Linked DNA regions of Capra hircus: region 1 is linked to region 2. The links are chromatin contacts, called in public Hi-C maps. All regions are on one chromosome and are shown on one strand. The core of a region is the stretch at or near the end of the contact, and the rest is flanking DNA. Distances in the headings are between cores, read along the strand shown. Region 1 overlaps PEBP4 (phosphatidylethanolamine-binding protein 4). Region 2 holds the start of BIN3 (bridging integrator 3).

Region 1 (5,881 bases), core at 1,699-4,198, 86 kb after region 2:
CTTTGTTGTTGTTTAATCGCTAAGTTGTGCCTGACTCTTTAGACCCCATGGACTGTAGCCTGCCAGGCTCCTCTGTCCATGTGATTTTCCAGGTAAGAATACTGGAGTGGGTTGCCATTTCCTCCTCCAAGGGGTCTTCCCTACTCAGGGATCAAACCTGCATCTCCTGCATTTGCAGGCACATGCTGTAGAAACTGGTTTATACCTTCACTGCCCTCTTCCTCTGGATTCCCACTGCAATCAGGCAGTGAGAGGACGATGCCAGACAACCTTCTCCTCCATCACTGGAGTCACACTTTGCTCTCTCGCAGCTCCCTACAGCGCTAAGACCTGAGCCAAGGAATCAGACTAACCAGTGCAGCCACCCTGACTAACTGTTAGAGAAATAAACAAGATGGTATTGTGCCAAGGGGAGAGGAGTAACATCAAAAGTATCTCAGAGAGGAAGAAAGCCAAAGTTTTATATGAGATGCATGGATAGGGGAAGAGAGGGGGAAAAAAAAAACCCGCCTCGGTAATTAAGTTAATAGGTTTCTTAAAGAATGCCCTTGTGAGTGATGTTCAACACATTCAAGTGTTGACAAGAAGGTATTGAACTTGACGCCCACGCAGCGGGCAGAAGCATGCTCTCGGCTCTGACACACCTTCTTTGTCTGAAACTTGTAGTAAAATTCAGCGCTGGGTTGTGAAATCTGGTCCAGGGAATCCATGCTGCAGGGGCTCCAAGGCTGAGCCTCCTGCTTCTAGATGGGGTTAGGGTGGGTGAGGGTGGCTACCTTAAACGGAGGTCCCTAGATTAGGAGAGCAAACGTTAGGGTCCTCGATTCAGAGGCCTACAGAGGCTGTTATGTTGTAAAATCTGGGGGTCTCTGAGGGCCCGCAAGACTGTTTTCCACCCTTGCAGGTGGTCAGAATGAAGCTCTTTCCCTTCCTTCCCTCATCCTGTTGCCTTGGAGAACTTGGGTCTGATACTCAGGAACCTCTGTGTGGTCTTAGGGCTTCTCTACTGCCATGAACTAGTGGAATAATCTGGGTGAACTGGTGAATATGGTTTGTCCCTTTCTCTTAAGGAAAGAGGCCCCATATCATTGGGCTAGGGGAGAGGAGCCTCGCCTTGGAAGAGGAGGAGAGTAGGAGGAGAGGGAAGGGGAGCGTGTATGTGTGTGTGTGTATTTAAAGAAAACTTTGGGTTGCTCTTGTTTGAAACCACAGGGGCATAAATTAACCATTCCTAAAACAAAGGAGTGTCTCCTTTTGCCAAGCAGCCTGCCTCAAAGGCCCTGGGTGGGGACGGGGCTCCTTGCCTGCTGTGGGCTTATCAGCCTGCCTTCCTGCCCAGCTGTCATTCATCCCTCTTGTCATCAGCCATCTCTCATCCACCTTCTCTTTCTGTTACAAGAGGCTCAAACTTATCAGATGATCCGAGTTTTCAGGCTGGGACCTGAATTTTCAGGGACTCTGCCATGGTTACGGCGGCCAGATTTGTAAAGTGGAAAAACGGTGACATGGATGTCTTTGCGAAAGAGAGGTTCTTTCTTAGATACTTAGCAAAACACTTTGAAAATAAAATAACAGAACTCCACAGTTGTCTGGTCACATCTGAGGCTGTGAGAGTGAGCAGTTTGAAAAACTTGAATGGATGTCCACATTAATGGGTTTCCAGCTGGGCAGGAAGGCTAGCAATGCCCCTCACTTAAAGTCATATACAAAGGCTGGGTGTGTCTGTGATTGTGGTGGGAACAGTGGAGAAAATTGGAATTTCCCCTCATTCAAAAATGGCGGTCAAGAAGAAAACCCCTTCTTGCACCTAGAAAGGTTGGGTTAACCCTTAGCTTTTGTTCTTGGCACCAGCCCTTGTTCTAGGGGCTCATTTCTGCCTGGAGAAACCCGTTCCTACCCAGGTAATCCCATTCAAGAGATACAGGATCCTGGGGTTTGCACACACTTGTAAGACATCTTTTGTTTCTAGGAAAAGGGAACAATTTATCATCTTTCTCCCTCACTCCCAATGCACTGGGACATAGTATTAAAGAAAAGAGTCTGGGTTGAGCAGAAGATATCTGTTAATTTTACAGTCAAATTTCTCATTACTCCAGTACTCTCCTGTCCCCATTCTCTGTCATGGAGACATATGGTATTGCCCAATTTGAGTTTCCTAAGAGCAAACCATGAGGGTTAATCAGATTCCCCACTTGCCTGTGTGATGCAAGAGGCAGGTGGCCAGAGAATAGCCTGGTAGCCTGGTTCAGCACACTGTTAGTGAGTGCCTACCATGGATGGAGTTAGGGCTGGGGCTACAGGGCTGCAGTTCCTGTCCTTAAATAATTTTCAGCTCATGGGAGCTGCAGAGCTGCCTGAACCATCCCTGTCATCCCAGAGAACGTATGTGCCCTGTTCAGCGATCAGGAGGCAACTGATAGCATCCCAGGAACACACAGATTTCCAGAGAAGTCACTTCCTCGAGAGATTTCCCATTTCCTCCCACCTCCCAGCATCAAAACTAGGGTCACTGCATGGACTTCAACAATGAATCAGCACTGTAAAGGGCATCAGGGCAGACTTTTAGCTGGGACATCTTTTCACATCAAACTTGTTTTGAAAATAGTTTCTCCTTCTCTTGGAGACACCTAGCCAGAGAGAAGCAGACTCCTTAGTTTTGACCAAATAATGAAATCAGATCAGTGACACTGTAGTGAGTTTCATGAGGACAGTCGGTTTTGGGAGCACTGGAGAAGCTGGGGGGCTCCCGCAGCTGCCTAGTGCCTTAGGTTGAACCCTGAGGCAGAGCCCCTCAGAGAGGCCACCTTGCCAAAGTCCTTCCCAGGCCACTACTCCTTGTGGAGGAGGGCAGAGGGTGGGAGCCAGGCTCCTGGCCTACTGGCTTTGGTGTGCTGGTGGGTGGGAGGGTGGTGGGGCTCGATACTGGCGTTTGGACCAGACTTCCCCACCCCTGCGTGGGAGGTGTGAGGGGCTGGAGCTGGGAGGCAGGAAGTGAGTGCAGATGGGCTGGCCGGACAGCTGTGCGGGGGACAGAGCACATCTGTCGGGGTAAGTCTGGTGGGGCCCCTCCCCGCAATCTCCACACCGAGTCTACCCGTCCATCAGTAGGGTGTGGGCTTGGTTGGGGTCCCAAATGGGGAAAATGATGGAAAAGGAAAATCTGAAGCCAGAGGCTGGAGCTAGGGGTTAGTGAGGGTCTACATTCTCATGAAAAACAGAATGTCTGAGCTCTGGGGTCAGGGAGGGACGAAGGGCAAAGAGAAACCTGACAGCAGATGGATCAGACGCATTGGCCAGGATGGGCTTTGAGATGGCTCCTGAGTTCCCAGGGTCTGACGGCTCCTCTGCAAAGCTGCCTGACTCCTCACCTTCTGTGTGCTTCCCAAATGTCTTTGTTGTTGTTTAGTCGCTAAGCCATGTCTGACTCTTTGTGACCCCATGGACTGTAGCCCACCAGGCTCCTTTGCCCATGGGATTTCCCAGGCAAGAATACTGGAGTGGGTTGCCATTTATTTCTCCAGGGTATCTTCCCCACCCAGGGATCGAACCCGAGTCTCCTGCATTGGCAGGTGGATTCTTCACCACTGAGCTACCAAGGAAGCCCCTAAATGTCTTGCATTGTAGCGATTAAAGCCCCTCCTTTTTTCTGTCTCATCTACTAGACTGAGGGTATACTAAGCTCAAAGACCCACTCTTCTTCCTTGCTGAATCCTCTCAGAGTAGACACTCTTAGAAGCTTGTTGAATGAGTGCGTGAATGTGTGGCCTACATCAACCCAAGGTTTCCCACTTAATCCTTTAATTGTCTCTAATTGTCTGTAAACATTGCTGGGACAGCTTATTCCAAGTAGACACTCAGAGAGATCTTTGGGAGCTAAAAGCTGGATCAGGTTCTCATCAGGAATTTGCCTGGGGGCTGGAGGGTCGTTTACCCCTTTAGACTCTTTTCTAGGTAGCTGAGCACAGGGGAAAGGCTCGTTGTTCTGGAAACACACTGACGTGGCATCATGGCCACTTGCATGAGCACAGCTGCTCCTCTGTGCAAAGCTGTTTCTTGCCTGCTATGGAGCCAGAGAGGCAGGAATTATGGATTATGTGGATTTCTGCAAGAAGGGGCACCTAATATAATAGCTTCCCTGAATAGCTTCCTCCATTGCCTTTCTCTGTCTGGTTTTCACAGCATAGTGAAAGGAGATGGGGGACTCCCCTGGAGGTCCAGTGGCTAAGACTCCTTGCTCTCAATGCAGGGCCCTGGGTTCCACCCCAGCTCAGGGAACTAGATCTTGCATGCTGAAATGAAGACTGGAGATCTTGCAGGCCGCAACTAAGACTGGCAAAGCCAAAAAAATAAATAAACAAAACTAAATATTTTTTAAAAAGGAGATAGGAGTTTGAGTCCCAGCTCTGCTGTGTGGCCCCAGGTAAGTCATCTCTCTTCTCTGGGCCTCTGTGTTCTCATCTGTACAATGAGAAGGCTAGACTAGGCTATCTCTGAGATCTCTGCCAGTTCTTAATTGTCACAAATCTGGTAGGGCGATGAGCAGGGAACGTGGTCCTTGGTGTTATCACAGTCCTGTAGAGTCTGAGTTGGGGACTTTCCCTTCACTTATGTGTCTCTGGTGGCTCAGACAGTAAAGAATTTGCCTGCAATGTGGGAGATCTGGGTTTGATTCCTGGGTCAGAAAGATGCCCTGGAGAAGGGAATGGTTACCCACTCCAGTATTCTTGCCTGGAGAATCCCATGGACAGAGGAGCCTGGTGGACTACAGTCCATGGGGTCGCAAAGAGTTGGACACAACTGAGGGACTAAGCACAGCACAGCACAGCACTAGCAACTCACACTTTCACTTTCACACTTGGGAAGGGGAAGAAGGGTCCAAGAGGCCCTGCCCCACTCACAGACTCCTGCATTCACCCACTAGCTGCAATGATGACTCTTCCTGGATGAGTTAGTCAAGTCCTGCTTGGAGTCAGAGGCCTGTGTGAATGATTCTGAAACGTTTCCCAAACTTCTGCTCCTGTTTTCTATTATCCTGCGCGTGTAAGAGACGTGCCAATGGGGAAGAAGGAAGGATTAAAGTCCCACGGGCTTGGGGCCAAAATGGGACACATGTACTCTTCTCTAACATTATTTTTGTCATCATTGTCCTCATCCTCATTGTCCATTATTAATACTGTTGAACATTCTTCATTCAGCCATGAGCAAGCAGTGGGTGAGTTAATCAACCAGAAACTCCGGCCGCTAGAAGCCTGCAGTGTCCCAGGCATTTCTCAGGAAAGGTTGGTTTCTCCTGCCTGTATGCAGGGATTAAACCAGATCCTCAGGGACTTCCCTGGCGTTCCAGTGGTTAAGAATCCACTTTCTAACGCACGGGACGCGGTCTCGATTCCTGGTCAGGGAACTAAGATCCCACATGCCACAGGGCCACTAAGCTCTCATGCACCACAACTACTGAGCCCTTTGCGCTCTAGAGCCTGTGCTCTGAGACTAGAGAAGCCCCAAGTGCCATAAGGAAGACCCGGCGCAGCCAAATTAGTCAATCAAAAATAAATTAAAAAAATTAATTTGACCCTCAGCAGGAAATGGGGCCCACAGCTTTGAGTTCCTTTACCTGAAAGTGCTCTCTCTCTGGAGGAAAGGTGCTATAATTCCAAGCTACTTCTGCTACCGCGTGTCTGTGTCTTATTCACATTTGTCGCTCCTACAATGCCTTGAACAGGGCACGACCAAAGGTGTTACTAAATGTTGATGGAAATAATTACTATAAAGATATCTTCTAACAAATTAAGCAAGGGAAGTGGGCCCAGGGGCGCTCCAAGTGCTTCTGAGCTGCCGTGAGCTGAGAGACAGTTGACCTCCTCAGCGGGGGCATCCTTCCTGC
Region 2 (5,967 bases), core at 3,150-5,649:
TGGGAACATAATTTGCAAAGTTGAAAGTACTGTAAGAATGTAAGATAGCAATGGTAGTGCCAGAGGGAAAAGGGCCTCCCCTGAGAAAATGTTTGCCATTGAATGGATGTCTCCCTCCGACCCAGCAGTTTACTGTCCTTCCTTTACATTCCATCCAATCCATTTGACAATTACTGATTAGGTATCCACTATGTGCCACACACCATGTACACACACAGATGGAGAAGCCATAGATCCTGCTCTCGGGGACTTTACCGTGTGAGAGGCACGTGTTTGCGATATGTGGAGAGTGTGGGAGAACTGTATGGAAGCGCTGTGGAGCTGGAGAATAAAGGAGTTAAGGGTGGGGGTGGGTAGGGAAGGCAAAGGAGAGGACAGACAGAGCAGAGTGGGAAGCCACGTCTTCATGTTAACGACAGCATACTTAGACCCTCTTCAGTTCGTGGAGTAGCTTTTGCACATTTTTATCTTGCATTTTTCCTGAGCGAAGGCAAGTCAGTATATGGGAATACAGTCCTCATTCATACATTTAGTTAACATTTACGGATTGCCGGGGACAGTGCTAAGGCTACTATGGTGGCCAAGAGACAACTGTTTTCAATAACTCATCAGCTAGTGGACTGACTGAAAAGCCAGTAATTCAAGTATAGATGCTAATGAGGGCCAGAGGAGGGGCACCCCACTCAGCTTGGCAGGGTGTGCAGGGGCCATTTAGGGAAGACCCTCAGAGGAGGTGAAACCTGCCCTGACTTTTTTTCACTTTTGGCTAGGCTGGGCATTTGTTGTTGCATCGGGGCTACCCTTTAGTTGGGCTGCACAGGCTTCTCAAGTCGGTGCTTTCTCTTGTTGCAGAGCATGAACTCTAGGGTGCACAGGCTCAATGGCTGTGGCACACGGGCTTAGCTGCCTTGAGGCATGTGGGATCTCCCCGGACCATGGATCAAACCCGTGTCCCCTGCATTGGCAGGCAGGACCACCAGGGAAGCCCTGCCCTGACTCAAAGGATGAGCAGATGCTGGCCTGGAGGATGGTGGGGCACAGGGAGGAAAGCGTTTTGGGCAGAAGGGGCAGTGGGTAGAGAGGAGCAGGGGCACAAGAGACCAGGAAAACCGTGGACGCAGGAGTGAAGGGGGATATCCAGATCCAGAAGGGCCTTATAAGACATGGCACGGAGTTAGGGCTTTATCCTGAAGATGATGGGGAGGGTACAGGGTGAGAACAGGGTGTAAAAAAAGATGTTCCCTGAGGAATACCAATGTTTAAGGGGGCAGAGAGAGGTAGAAAAGCCCAGAAGAATCACAAACACAAAAAATCAGATCTGCAGAGTTTCCATTCTTTTCACAGCAGATCTGGGTGACAAAGTGTCAGTTGCAAGTATACAATGGAGAAAACAAGACGGAGAAAGATCAAGGGCCTGACCAGGCCATACTGTGAATGAGGGAACCAGAGCCTGAACTCAGCACACCAACTGCTACCAAGTTTATTTGTGCTGATTTTAATTTCCTGTCTTCTGAGTCAAACTCCTGAGCCTCTAGGTACAGGCCGATTTCCTTCAGCAATGCTCCTTTTTCCTTGTCGTTGAAGCCTAACATCATTGTCAAGGTGTGTGGTTCCAAGGAAGACAGATGAGTAAGATTAAAGCCACTATCCTTAAAACTACTTAATTCTTCCTCCACATCATAATTAAGACACACACACACCCAGGAAGAGAGGGAGTGATGGAGAAGAGGAGGGGAAAGAGCAGCACTTGGCTTAGGGCCAAGAGGTAGATCTGTGATATGTGAACATCAAATGCCTTCCTCAGAGCAGGGCCCACCACTTGGCCACCTTGCTGAAAGGCAGATCGGTGGATGGTGCAGGAAGGCAGCAAGGGCCCACTAAACAAACAGGCAGTGGGCGGGCCGCATGCACTGAGGAAGCAGAGAACAAAGGGTTCTCACTCTTCATGCAAAGTCCACAGTGTGCAAAGGGCACCAATATTGGACATTTCTCACTGTGACATTTTGAAAGCCCAGTCTAGCCCAGAACAATGGTTGCCCTCTGGGGACTAAGGGCTGCGTGCCCCTAGGCCTTATTCAATGATGGCTGGCATATCCTATGTGCTTGGTGAACTTGACCTTGGGCATCAGCCTCCCATGACGGCTCTACGTCACTCTGGTCTCTTCCCCCACTGAGAATTCCAGTCGCAGATGAATGGATGGATTCATTCTGGGAGCAGGAAAACCACTCCAGGAGTGAATCAGAAGGATCCAGCCCCGGTCCTCTTGCCAGCCATTGAGCCAGGAACTGAGTGTGATTGTGTGCCCAGGCGCCGGTGTTGTTCCCCTCTCAGGGAGAGAGGGTCAGGGTCCACGCAAGAGATGACGTAGAAGCCCTCTAAGGAGGAAGAGAACGGAACCTCAGCTTTGAGGGACAAAGCTACCCTTTTGGTTGTGACCCTCAGTCCAAGGAGGAGCCAAGACGGGTGTGTACTGGTAAATTAATTCTACTGGATAAAATCTCAGCTTTGGCTGGACAATTTCAATTCTCTCCAGCCTGAAAGGCTTTAGGAAATAAGCTACTAGTTTTTTCAGGAAAAAAAAGGTTTCTGTGAGACAGGTGGAAACAGTGCATCTCAGGTCACCTAGAGAATCCTTTGGCTTCAGTGGTCTCTGCTCTGCTCCTCCCCTGATTTGTGAAAAAAAGATCGATTCACTCTTAAGAATTGTAAATGCCAGTCTAAGCAATGTAAAGCACTTGTACTGTCTGCTTTTCACTTTGAGGAAATTAGGCAAGAGAACTCCAAAGATTCAAGATGCAGCAGGTAAGAAGACATCCATCTCACAAAGGGGACCCTGGTTGACCCTTTAAGGAAGCAATTCCTCTAGGAAGTGGAACTGAAGGATTGCCACTTTGCCCGTCACTGATTAGGTTATAACAAGATGGAAAAATCAGCTTTTTAAGGCTCCAGCCCCCTATCGGCCTCCTGGAGCAAAGGTGAAGGGAAAAGGAGCAGCTCCTGCTGGGGCTTGTTAGGGGATTGCTCCGGGCTGCCCTCCACGTGCTGGCGCTGATTGTCTTATATTTGTCAATCTTCGTCTAACAAGCAAGGGGGGTAGGTAGAAATGGCTTACTTTTACACTACAGAGCTGTCCTTTACACTGAATGACATCAGCTGCTTGTGGCCAGAACTTAGTTTCCACAGATGGCCAAATGCGAGCCTGCAAGAGCCTTCCTGAAGAATATTCTACCATCTTTGTTCATTCATAACTCACTATCCTCGTGTACTTTTGGTAAAGAAACAGACTAGACTCTGAGAAGACAGTGGCGAAGATGATACCTATACTAACAGAACCTGGATTCCAAAAGGATTGATTCATCCCGTACCTCTGGGGGGGGGGGGCGGTGGGGGAGGGGAGGAGCAGCGCATTCAGACCTATTCAACACCTATTGTGTTGGTTGGATGCCCTGGGGTTTGGAGTTGTGAATACGTAGGCTCTTGGGCCCAAGGGTAAGGTCCTTCAAGCAAATTGAGTTTTACAAAAGAAATCAACCATTGAACGATATCAAGTGTTTATCATCAGACAGTTTCATAGCAACGCACCGGCCAGCTCTTCAGTTGTGACTCTACTCTGAGACTCCCTCCCTTCTCTTCTCTTGGCTTGATCCTTCCCATAACATTTACACTTACTTATGCTAACAGGGAAAGCAATGAGGGGATAATGGCCCTGGAAACGATGAAAACTAGTCTGATACTGTACTGACAGGGTGCTGTGTAATTCTGGCATCTTCCAAAAAAAGAAGCACAGTTTGTCTCTTGAAGACTAAGTGGGGCAAAGGTTACTCTTCTGAAAGCAAGGGGTTTAGATTCGTGAACTGGGCTCAGATTGTCAGAGTGAGGACCACCTGGCAGCGGTGGAGAGACGCTCACGAAGGGAGAAAAGGAGATATTTCTCAACGGATATCTAGAAAAGAAGGTAACAGGAGAGTCCCTCCCTTCACGTTGTCGAGAGAAGACGGACGGGACCGGCTCCTTGGAACAAAGTCAGAAAACAAACGCCAAGATCCGACGCTAAAGGGATCCCACGCCTCACCTCCCGGTGAGGCCTGCAGAGAGATGAAGCCTCCCGGCAAGCACCTGAGCAAAGCCCTTTGAACGACCCTAGATCCCGGGCCAGTCGGGCCCTGCTCCGGGGTGAAGGGTCCGCGAGCAGCAGGGACCAAGGGACACAACTCGGACGGACGCAGGGCAAAGAGCATTGCGGGCTGGGGGCTCCAGCTGTTCCCGCCGTCTGGCCTCACTCACCAACTCATGATCCCGAACCCTGCCCTGCCACCGGGGTCCTCAGCTGCAACTCAGCCCTGGGAGATCGCTTCCGGATTCAACCAGTCTCCAGGAAGTGACGTTAGCCCCGCCCCCTCTGCCCGGAAGAGGCGTTCGGGGGGCGGGGGTGGGGGCGCGCGGCGCGTTAACCCTTCCGCTGCCGCCTGCTTCCGAGGTGTTGCCCTGGCCCGCGACCCTCAAGCGTTGGCTTAGGGGCTCCAGAGGACTCAGGCTGTGGCGGGGGCTTGAGGACCCCTGGGTGCGTTTTGTTCCTTAAACACTGGCTTGGTAAAATTATCTTCCACAGACTACACGTGTTGCTTAACCGCCGATTGCCTTAGTTTTTCAGTCTGTAAAGAGATTTCTCATCCAGGGACGGTAGCAGTAACTAATTGTCTGGGGATTGGGGTAGGGAGGGGGAGAGGAGGAGGATGAAGGAGGGAGTGTGATGGATGGAAACTTATATTTACTGTATGGACTTCTTTATCTTTTCAATTTTCTACTGGATACATAGTTACCTGTTACAAACAAAGAAATAAATGGATCTTTCTGCTCCTCCAAGATGGCACAGGACTGTGAATAGAAATAGAATAGGTGCTTTTCAGGTTGGAATGTTCTGTGGATTTATTCAACAGAAGAAGAAGAAGAGTAAGTGTTGTTCCCAGTCTTCCATCTGTGCTCGCCACTATAGAACCCAAATGATGTGAATGGTCCCATTCTTTCTACTCATTCAGCTAACAAATATTCACTGGGCTCCTACTGTGTGCCAGGCACTGCTCTAACTTCAAGAATACAACCATGGAAAAACAGTATAGTTCCCGTGTTTACGCTCTCCTAGAGCTACTTACCTGGCAGTTAGGCAGTTATAAGTGTTTGCCAGGCTCCTCTGTCCATGGAATTCTCCAAGCAAGAATACTGGGGTGGATAGCCATTCCCTTCTCCAGGGGAATCTTCCTGATCCAGGGATAAAACCTGGGTCTCCCACTTTGCAGGCAGATTCTTGACCATTTGAGCCACCAGGGACGCCCCTGTAGGGAGAGGTAGTTAGGCAACTAAATAATTGTGTATAATGGGAAAGAACAAGGCATTGTGGCAGCCTATAAGGGGCCCCCGTAAACTGCACATGGGTTTTTAGTGAAGGCTTCTGGGAGAAGCCAATGTGTAAGCCACATCCTGACGGCAAATCAGGCTGGCTGGGTGAGACCGAAGGGAGGCTTGGTGAAGGTGCGGGCAGTGGGAACCTATCCTGGCTGAGAAGAGGACTGAGTTTCAGGCAAGCAACTCATTTGCCTTGGGTCTTCCAAAGTCAGATTCAGGGCCTTAGTTCCTGCTAAGTTACCTGGGGTCCTGGGCCAAGCTGGTCTCCTTACCCCCCAGAAACTCCCTGCCTTAGAACAGAGAGCAGCAGGCAGTGAGGCTACAGGTTACTGCTGGGGCCCCAAGGGCCTTCCCTCTAGGTATTCTCCTCCTTCACATAGGCTTCAACGTTACTGGGGCTGCTTGGAGAGTAGTTAAGCCTGTAAACTAGAACAGCGGTCCCCAATCTTTTTGGCACCAGGGCCTGGTTTTGTGGAAGACAATTTTTCCATGATGATGGCTGGGGGTAGGGTGGGGCAGATGGTTCCAGTGTTAATGTGAGTGATGGGGAGTCGCACGTGAATCTT

Evidence for each region. A called contact is a pair of places that touch in the nucleus more often than the background predicts.
Region 1: a contact with region 2 is called in a Hi-C map of blood, with 5 times the contacts expected there. The contact joins the enhancer-like site here to the promoter of BIN3 in region 2. A contact is called at or near these places in 3 of 5 Hi-C or Micro-C datasets (all in blood).

Annotation. Positions count from the first base shown.
Region 1 is chr8:69,703,858-69,709,738 of ARS1.2, forward strand. The region is part of intron 4 of PEBP4 (phosphatidylethanolamine-binding protein 4); the gene reads right to left. Among named protein-coding and RNA genes, the nearest start is that of EGR3, 60 kb to the left of the region's middle. Within about 2 kb of position 2,949, at least 1 of the 5 cell types and tissues checked has an H3K27ac peak or open chromatin away from gene starts, as enhancers often do.
Region 2 is chr8:69,616,656-69,622,622 of ARS1.2, forward strand. It overlaps BIN3 (bridging integrator 3), which reads right to left and starts at 4,400. Exons shown (of 8, transcript XM_018052318.1): 1 at 4,286-4,400.